Regions from separate parts of the Mus musculus genome. Here region 2 is linked to region 1. Evidence: chromatin contacts called from public HiChIP or PLAC-seq data. All regions are on one chromosome and are shown on one strand. The core of a region is the stretch at or near the end of the contact, and the rest is flanking DNA. Distances in the headings are between cores, read along the strand shown.

The links. HiChIP or PLAC-seq counts read pairs in DNA pulled down with a chosen protein or histone mark.
Region 2: an H3K27ac HiChIP or PLAC-seq map of the NIH/3T3 cell line shows a contact between it and region 1, with 2.5 times the contacts expected there. The contact joins two enhancer-like sites.

The regions. Positions count from the first base shown.
Region 1 is chr16:86,092,379-86,096,990 of GRCm38.p6, forward strand. No RefSeq gene overlaps it. Among named protein-coding and RNA genes, the nearest start is that of Gm32357, 140 kb to the right of the region's middle. Within about 2 kb of position 2,308, at least 45 of the 459 cell types and tissues checked have an H3K27ac peak or open chromatin away from gene starts, as enhancers often do. A contact at or near this core is called in the NIH/3T3 cell line, where this site is marked.
Region 2 is chr16:86,400,092-86,405,055 of GRCm38.p6, forward strand. No RefSeq gene overlaps it. Among named protein-coding and RNA genes, the nearest start is that of Gm32357, 170 kb to the left of the region's middle. Within about 2 kb of position 1,435, at least 13 of the 459 cell types and tissues checked have an H3K27ac peak or open chromatin away from gene starts, as enhancers often do. A contact at or near this core is called in the NIH/3T3 cell line, where this site is marked.

The DNA.
Region 1 (4,612 bases), core at 1,058-3,557:
TCTTTCACCACTTAATAAAGGATTGAGGAGGGATTCATGAGGCCATACCCTTCCCGCTGAGCATGTGACTATTGGTTGATTCTGGGGGAAATGAATTTGTGGATTTCCATGTGTTGTCAGAGGCTAGCCTACCAGGTCTCCACTCAGAGTTTGAAACCCACAGTCACTCAGAGGATCATGGTTAAACTCTGTCAGTCAGTCAAGCAACCAAAAAGATGTGAGAAAAAGAAAACTAGAAAGGAGGAAAGTGGTGAGGGGCATGATAAGGAGAGGATAGGAATGAGAGGACTCAGAATATGTTGTATGTGTGATTGAAACTGTCAAAGAAGATCATAAAATCAAAATAACTGAGATAAACACAGTACATTATCATCTTTAATTTGACAATTTTGTGCATATTTTCACATAACTTACAAATTGTCCATCAATATTCACAGATAACTTGTCACTGAAGAAATAGCTTTGCAAACATTTATAGAAATTGGCTTATCCTTTAACAGAGTGCAGGATTATACTCTGTAGGCTGGTATGTGGACCAAAGATTTTGTGGACATAACCAGGAGAAGGAAGAGCAATCTCAATATGGTTTAAAAACGATATGTTTTGCCACTGATCATGACAACAAACTATAGACTATGGACCCTGTAAATACAGGGCCATCCTGAAATAAAATAATCAAAAAATTTGTTCGTACACATTTGTGTATAATATTTAGTTTTAGTATTCTGTGAATAAATAAATGTTTGGTTACTCTTAGTATGGTGTTAAGTTTAGTTATGGGTATGAAAACCTTTAGTCACATTTATAACACAAATTTACTAACCTGTCAATAATTTGGCAGTAAGCATGTTGGACATACTTTCACGTTTGTTGGAGGGGTCTCTGATGCAATAGCTATTCATATATTGCACACAGCTTACTATATGAACCTCAGTTCTGTAGGGCTTCTTTATAAATAGACACTGCTGAGTCACTGTGATTTATTATTTTGGTAAAATTTCAGAGTAGTAGCTATGAACTTTTTATAAAATAATGTACAGGACTGAGAAAGAGCTGAAGGCAATTAACAGGATGGAATTTTGTTTCAGTCAGACAAAAACCATCTCTACTTCAGGGTAGACATTCAAAACATGGCATGTTCCCTCTTGACCTCTCTTCTGTATTAATGATGAATCCAAAAGAAAAAAAAAGAAAGAAAGAAAAAACAAAACAAAACAAAACCCAGGAACAAGAAAAAGGACACTCAATCTTTCTTGCTGTGATCAGACAGAGAGGCTAAAGGAAGGACGCCTCCTTTGTAGAGAAGATGAGCATAGTGCTCCACAGTTCTATTCTGTCCATGCTACCCTCAGGGACTACCTTAGAGACAAGTTGGAATTTGTCACTTTGGGCAGAGTGAATGTCACACTATAGAAAGGAAACAAAGATTCTCACAAGAGAACAAAGAAAGGTGAGTGACCCAAGGACTTGAGTTGAAAGTTATATTTTTGGAGTGATTTCTAAGGCATTTTAGAAAAGCTCTGGATAAAATAATTCATTTATTTCCTTTTTCTTCTGTGGTTGTCTGACTTCAGTGTATTTAAGGTTATGCAGAGCAGCTTAGTATAATACAACTGCTGACATTTCATTCAGGGAAGCAATTAGTTCCCATTAATTTTGCTGTTCAGAAATGACAAATCATAGGTATTGGGGGGTTGTTTATGTATGTGTTGCAAACAAATATTTGTTTGTTTGCATGAGTATGTATTGTGTGTGCCTGCATGTGTGTGTGTGTGTGTGTGTGTGTGTGTGTGTACATGTTAGTAAAATATGAGATTGACACTTTGGGATATTTTCCTTAACATACATACACACACACACACACACACACACACACACACACACACACACACACACACACACACATATATATCACAATTTCTTACTGAAACTGAATCTCACGAATTCAGCTAAATTTATAGTCAATGAACTCCATAGACCTAGCTGTCACTATCTCCCAGTGATGTCATTACAGACATGTGCTACCATGTCAGGCTATGAGTCCTAGAGCTCTAAATTCAGTATCCCACCCAGCCTACAATGACATTATGAGAAACTCTGCTGTCTTTCTCTGTTTGCCCCTGCTCTGTGACTTGCCCAGGAGAGACAAACAACGGTCTATTCACTGCACACAGAACACTGACAATAGGTCAAGGAAATGATTCCAGTAAAGGCTAAATTGATGATCCAGTGAGTTTACTGGGCTTACTGGCAAGAATGTGGGTGTGGGGTTACTTACAAAAGCATAAGTGACTCAAGGTCCACTGCATTCCTGAAAAGCCCAGGTCAGCATGGTGATGAGTCATTGAAGCTACATCTCTGGAGTTTCCTATCCAGTCTCTCCCTTCCAGAGATAGCTACTACATTTATAGCCAATGGGCGGTGCTTTGGGAATGTGGGACTTCCTAAGTTTCCTGGGTCTTGTAAGTTTCATTAGCATTCTGAAGCTTCTTTGATTCCCTCAATGAGAGAATGTTGCTGAGGAAATATATTTTTCTGGGATATCAATTTCATTGTACCTCAGAGAGAAATTGAAGCTATAGGAGTAAAGGCGCCTCAAATAAATAAATCTCCATTTATCCCATCTTTTTGAAGCACTGTCTTTTAGTGAATTTTTGACATTTAAATTATATTTTGTTTTGTTTTGTTTTATTTCTATCTCTTTCAATAGAATCCTCCATTTTTTTCAGAGATCACTAAATGTGTAAAAATATTCTAGTATTCAGTGTGTTTTGCTATTACCCAGCTATTCAATGTTGAATATACAAGTTCAGTTTTTTCCATTTATTCCTTTAATCCTTTTCTCTAAGTGATCTCATTCTTTTACGTAAATACAGGCATGATATGTTTGCCAAAAATTCCCAAATGTATGACATTTGTTTGACTTTGTTTTTTAGCTTTGTATCTGTATATTACAACGATTTTTGTGCTTCTGGTTACCATATCTATGGAACAAATACTGGTAGCCTACAGGATGAAAGTCTTTATTTTTGTTTATAATTGTATTACTCCCATATATTTCAAAAGGGCAATACAGCATTATGCCTATTTTATCTTTTATTAATTCTTATCATTATCTACTTATTTTCTTTGATTTTGGTGAATGATCTTACAAAAATAAAATTTGCTTAGATCATTTTCAATATTTTTGCTTTACAAAGAAGTCATGGGGCTGGAAAAATGGCTCAGTGCCCTTATTGCCAAACCTGATGACTTGTGTTCAGATTCTAGGGCTTAAATCATTGAAAGTGAAAATTAAATTCCTTAAGTTGTCCTCTGTCTTCACACTCATGATGCAGTATGAATGTTTATGAATGAGTGTGTGTATATATGCGTGTGTATGTCTAACAGAGAGAGAGAGAGAGAGAGAGAGAGAGAGAGAGAGAGAGAGAGAGAGAGAGAGGGCATTATGAAAAGGGATTTATTTTAAGTTGACTTATATGGTAGTAGCTGTATATTTCAATAATATCAGTCTGATCTCTGGATGAGGAGAGAATTCAATAGTGGCTCAGTCTAAAATTTTGAACACTTCAATTGTCACAAACCCAAATCTGGTATTGAATTGAGAAGTATTTCTGGAACCACTGGTATGAAGTCTATCTACATTGGAAAACAGAATGAGATGGAGTCCAGAGTCAGTTAAGGATCAGGGCAGCACAAATATCATGCACTCACTCAGCAGGTACAAGCAAGGCAAGGTCATGTACACTGCTTCTAATTCAGTCGTCTCTGTATCTGAAAACTGCCACACTATGCTCAGATGCAGGCCATATCTCCTTTTGGTTACTCCTCCCTACTAACACTCTCACAGACATGCCCCCAGTTATGTCTTCCAAGTTATCCCAAACCCTGTCAATATGGCAATCAGCACCATCATCACATCAAGTGAAATTCAAATAGTCGTGTTATTTTCCTGAAATTTGAGAGTATCAACTTGAAAGTGACCTTCAGGGTTCATCATCTCTTTAGAGGATGACTGAAGGTAGATAGAAAAATTTGGGTCCACTACATAAGTACGTTTTTCAATGTTTTTCAATATCTGGTGTTTTGAATGTATGAGACAATGTCCTTCATAATGTTTCTATCCGTTTGTTTAGGACTCATTTGTATTCTGTTTCAAATTTTAAGAAAAAAGGAACACTTTAGAGAATACTGTTCAGTTAATCCAACCAAGGCTTTTCTTTTGGGGTAACAAGTTAAGGTTCTTTAATGAGTTGGTCACTCAGACATCATACTTTCCTTAAGTGTCATGCATGGTGTCCTGGTGTGTCTTGGACTATTTGAGTTAAAACAACAGAGCTAGTTGTTGGGAAGGATGTAATGAGGTGTTAAGTATTCATCTTGTCCAAAGAATAACATGGCTAAAAATACTATCTTCCCAATAATAGCACTGAGTGTAGCTTCAGAATTTACAGAACTGAACTTAGAGCATTTGCTTAACTCATCTATCTACATTTTTTTCCATTTACTATCTTAGCTCCATAATTAAGCTATGAAAATTCAGGACAGCTATTCACTTTTTCTGCCAGACCCACTCCAGTGAAGTTATTTGGGTTCCATTCATTGTCCTGTA
Region 2 (4,964 bases), core at 185-2,684, 310 kb after region 1:
TTGGACTTTCCCTCATTACGAAAGACATCCAAATGATTTATGTTATGAATGATTCACAGAAATGATCATTCTGAATATTACTAATAATTACATTAAGATACAGAAATGTGGGAACTTAAAGTCCTGAATAACATTCATTTTATAGACTATGATTGTGGGTGCATCGTGAACTGTTCTTTCAAGGCCTTTAGGGTGCGATATTAACTGACACAGAAAGTTAGTCTTTAGGCTTATATCCTCATTCTTTCAAAATAAACCTTTGTTTGATGTTCATTGTTATCCTTTAATAAATTGATAAGTGTGCTAAATTGGTGTGTGTTTAAATCATATCTATACCCAATGTTTGTCCTAACCCCTCTAAGACATCCCTCTCACAACTCCATATTCCCTTCTTCTTAAACACTTCTCTCTGTTTTAAATGACTCACTGAGTTTAGCTCGCATTACTAACACAAAGATGAGTGTAGGGTCATCTACTAGAGTGTGGACAACTTACTATGTGCCATACCCCTGAACAACCCTAAACATTCTGCTGTAAGTACCCCCCCAAAAAATTCCAGTTTTATTTTATCAGATTTTATCACCCTGTCTTGGATTGGGCAGCGGATCTAAAGTGGATGTGAAGACTTTTAAAATACTTGCCAAGAAGCAATAAAATGATAGAGCTTGGATTTCTACTTCCAGCATTGTTACTGCTTTGTGATATTGAAAGATGAAATTCAAAATGAAATAGACATTTGGGTAACCATATATCAAATATTAGTTTTGTCTTAGAAGTTATAGGTTAAACCAATCTGCTAGTAAAAATTTAAAACATGCTGGCAAAGTATGGCAAAAACTCACCTCTTTTATACTGTAATGGGAATATAAATAGTAGGGAAACTATGAAGACAGCTTGAAGGATTCATTGAAGAAATTACAATAATATGAGTATACTATATACTATCTTAGAAATAATTAAAATTTTTTCAGCTATGATTATTTATTATCTATCACAGATCTGTGAAAATCAAAAGGAAACTGGTTTTATAACCATCTACATTTTTATATATGCTGTGGATGGCACTGAAAAGTGTTAGCATTATTTAAAGTGCTATTAGATATGTTAGTGAGTTTATTAACTTTATAGTGCATAACATATACTTGGAAATGAAAATTTTTTATATAATTTTGAACTGTATATCATAAAATAAATAGAAGTTCCCAAAAGTAGTTACACATAAAGTTATGGTTTTAACATTAGTTAGCTGACCACATAATTGGCTTTACTATTTCAAGCTTTCGGCTAAGACTATACCTCATGCATTGCATGAATATTTTCCTTAAAGAATCTAATACTTCAAAATAGAATTTTATATTCAGGATACATGCCAGCCCTCAAGCCACAACTATGCTCACATTGAAAAACAATGCTGTACACCTCATTCCAGCAAAAATGTTCACATATTCATGAGGAGATCTGATTGGATTCTAGCAGTCAGACCACACAGTACCATGACGCTGGCATAATTTATTACTATGAACTTGGCAAAGGCACCATAGGTGGTTATACATGGGAAGAGCCACATTCCTCCTTTCCTTTCTCTTTTATTGTCTCACATCTTTTGGCATTTATAGCTGAACTTATGGCATTTATATACATTTTTAACACTCTATGCTCAAGCAGAGGCTAACAGCAGCATTGATCATGAATGAGGCTGGATAGAAACACAGGCTTCTCCCTAGAGCAATGGAAGTTTTGGATAAGGTGTTTGAGTTTCGTTTTCAGTATGTCTTTTGTAACAATCTTTCTTGCACAGATTCACTTGAATCATAAAAACCATCATTTCTAGTAATAGTGATTATTCAAATGATAGCTAAATCTTATGCATTGATTCCAATTACTTCATATCAATATCAATTACTTATCTAGCCATAAAAAAGCAGTGAAATACAACCATGCATTATTATATACAGTGACCTTCCTTATTTTTCACTTGACTGATACATTATGCTTCTTTTCTTGTGCTTATATCAGTTAAAATTAAGTTCATAGATTTTAGATTTTAACATTTTGATAAAGGACCGTATGTAATATATAGGTAAAATATACAGAGGAATATTAAACTTCATTCTTTAAGGAGACCTTCTGTCAATCAAGTTAGCTTATCATATTAGAATAAGTTTAAGCTGTTTTACTCTGTTTATTAACTGGATTACTCACATCCACTCTGAATCTACATTATTTTGCCTTTGGTTCTTTTCCTTCTGTGACTGACTTGTTACCTTAGGACAACCACAGATGAGACCTTCAGGGGATGGAGCCCACTTCCCTGGCTTTGGGGAATCTTCCTCTGACTATGGGCACCAATCCAGTCAAGACTCTTAAACACTTACTCATTTCTCAGTGATGAGCTCCAAGGATCAAAACATTAAATAGCTGTACCCATCTACATGCCTGTGGACCACAACAGTGATCATCATGGAAAGATAGTCCCAAGGAAGGAATCCATGCATTTCACTGCAAACCTAGACAGCATTCTGTGCTGGAGAGGTGGTAAACTCCAGAGGCAAACATACTACTGATATTTTACTATAACAATGCATGTTCTACCTGTTTCACATTTACCCTTTACACCTCCATGTAAGTGTAGAACTCACCTCTCAACAAAGAAACATCTTTTTGTAACACATACTGACGATTAGGGAGATCTAAAATTCATCAAAATGCTTGAAACACAAGTGGATGTGTGATGTACAACTCTGACAAACACATCTACAATACAACTACTACTTCTAAACAGGCACTTGCTACAGTGTGTGAAATTTAATCATGAGGACTGTTCAACTTCTTTCCTCAACATTTATAATATGTGCCTACTTTTAATTTAAGGTGCAAGAATAGTCTCAGAAGACAGGGCAGACAATTGTAAGAACCACGGGACTGCAATGGAGATAATACATTCTAGACAGGACAGGGAAACTGAGTCCATTTTCCCTCAACAATATGGTTCTCAAACAAGAGATGCCCAATGGCAAGTTGTTCTGCTGACTTGGAGAGAGTAAACTTTTGTGAGGACCCATCCCTAGACAAAGAGCTACAGAACATAAATGGCTGCAGACAACTGAGGGAATATCAGGTTTCTTCAGGAACAAGTCCCTGATAGATCAGCCCTACATAAAAACAACTGTAAATATCCTGTAAATAATATATACTAATAACCAAACACCTACTGTAATAATTAAAGAAGAGGTCATGAATTTGAGAGGAAGTAGGGATCATGGGAAGAGTTGAAATGAGAAAAAGAAAGACGATGGAAAAATATAAATATACTATTCATTTATAAAATATTTGAATGTTTTAAAATTAAAGAATACTAAGAGGAAGTGGATATATTTTCTTTGTTGTTTTATTGCTATTCACAATGAGTAAAAATTAAACTTCTCATAAAAACTAATATGATAAGTACTGCTATCATGAATGATTTCATTTATCTTAAGGTCTACTGGACTCTTAAATGTCTAAAGAGAAGCACAGTTGGTTTTTCACTGTGGCTTAAAGCTGAGTTTGATTACCTCAGAACAGTTTGTTGGAAATTGTACAGAGAAGCTAGTGTAAAGTCAGTTCCTGCTCTTCATAGGAGAGTCAGTATTAGAATGACACATGTGGCCTCAGGATGTCTCCTTGAACAAAAGTGCCAACTCCAGTCACTTGATACATCCTGTTGCCAGTCACAGCATGCCACTCTGCCTGGTTTATGGTTTCCTTTTTACTTACCAGCAGATTACCTCAAATAAAAACCACTGTCATGGATGACTACCCTTGGAGCCTTATTTAAGGAAACTCACATTACGTGATAAACATTAGGAAAATTACACAAAAAGTCAGTATTCTCAAAGATTGCCCTGGTTTGCATTTTCATGTAAAAAGTAATATTAGCACACATCATCATGATCAGTACATTCAAGAGAGGGTTGGACAAGAAGCTACACACATGTCCACCAACATCTTAGTGATGTGCTCATGGTTGGTAAAGGGAAAAACCAATGGGTGCTACCTTCAAAACATATCCTGGGTTTTATTTGATTCTAATAACTCCTAATACAAATAAAACTGTATTTAAGAGAACCAGGTTACACTATCAAAACACACCATTTTAAATGACTTCAGAACAAACATTCTTATAACTAGTGCCTCAGAATTTCTATTGCTATGATAAACACCATGTCCAAAAGACCTTAGGGAAGAGAGTGCTTATTTTGTGCCACAATTTTCAGATCATACTCTATCACCTAGAGAATGAAAGGCAGGACCAGATACAGGAACTGATACAGAGGTCACAGAAGAAGGATGCTCATTGGCATGCTCTTCATGTCTTGCTTAGTCTGCTGTATTATACAAGCCAGGATCATCTGCCCGGGTATGGCACCGTGCACAATGAGCTAGACTCTTCCAGGTCAATCATTAATCAGGAAAATGTTCCACACACTTACCTCCATGCCAGTGTTAGGGAGGCATTTTCTTAATGAAACTTTTCTCCTCTCAGATGACTTTAGCATGTGTCAAACTGACAAAAATCTAGTCAGCACAATTAGACTTAAGCTTTCAAAAATATTCTAACCAGGCTGTCTGCTAACATTATATAATAAAAGAATCAAATGATTGAAGGTGTTTAAGGTAGCATTTGAAAATTGATGAAGACATAAAGTTTATTTCCACTGAAAAAAAAGTTGTAATTTTGACAGAGATACCCCATTTAGTATTAATCATCCCAAGGTCTCTTACTCTCTACATATAGTCTAGCTATAGGTCCCTTTGTCCCCATGTATTGAAGGAGAAAGCTTCTCTGATGATACCGGAGCAAGACATTGATCTTGCTACACTAAGCATGACACAATGTCACTATGGGCCCTTAGTATAACAATACTATATTTTAAAAGATCTGTGACAGTGATCCCAGGGTCTAGACTACCAACCAAAGAGTG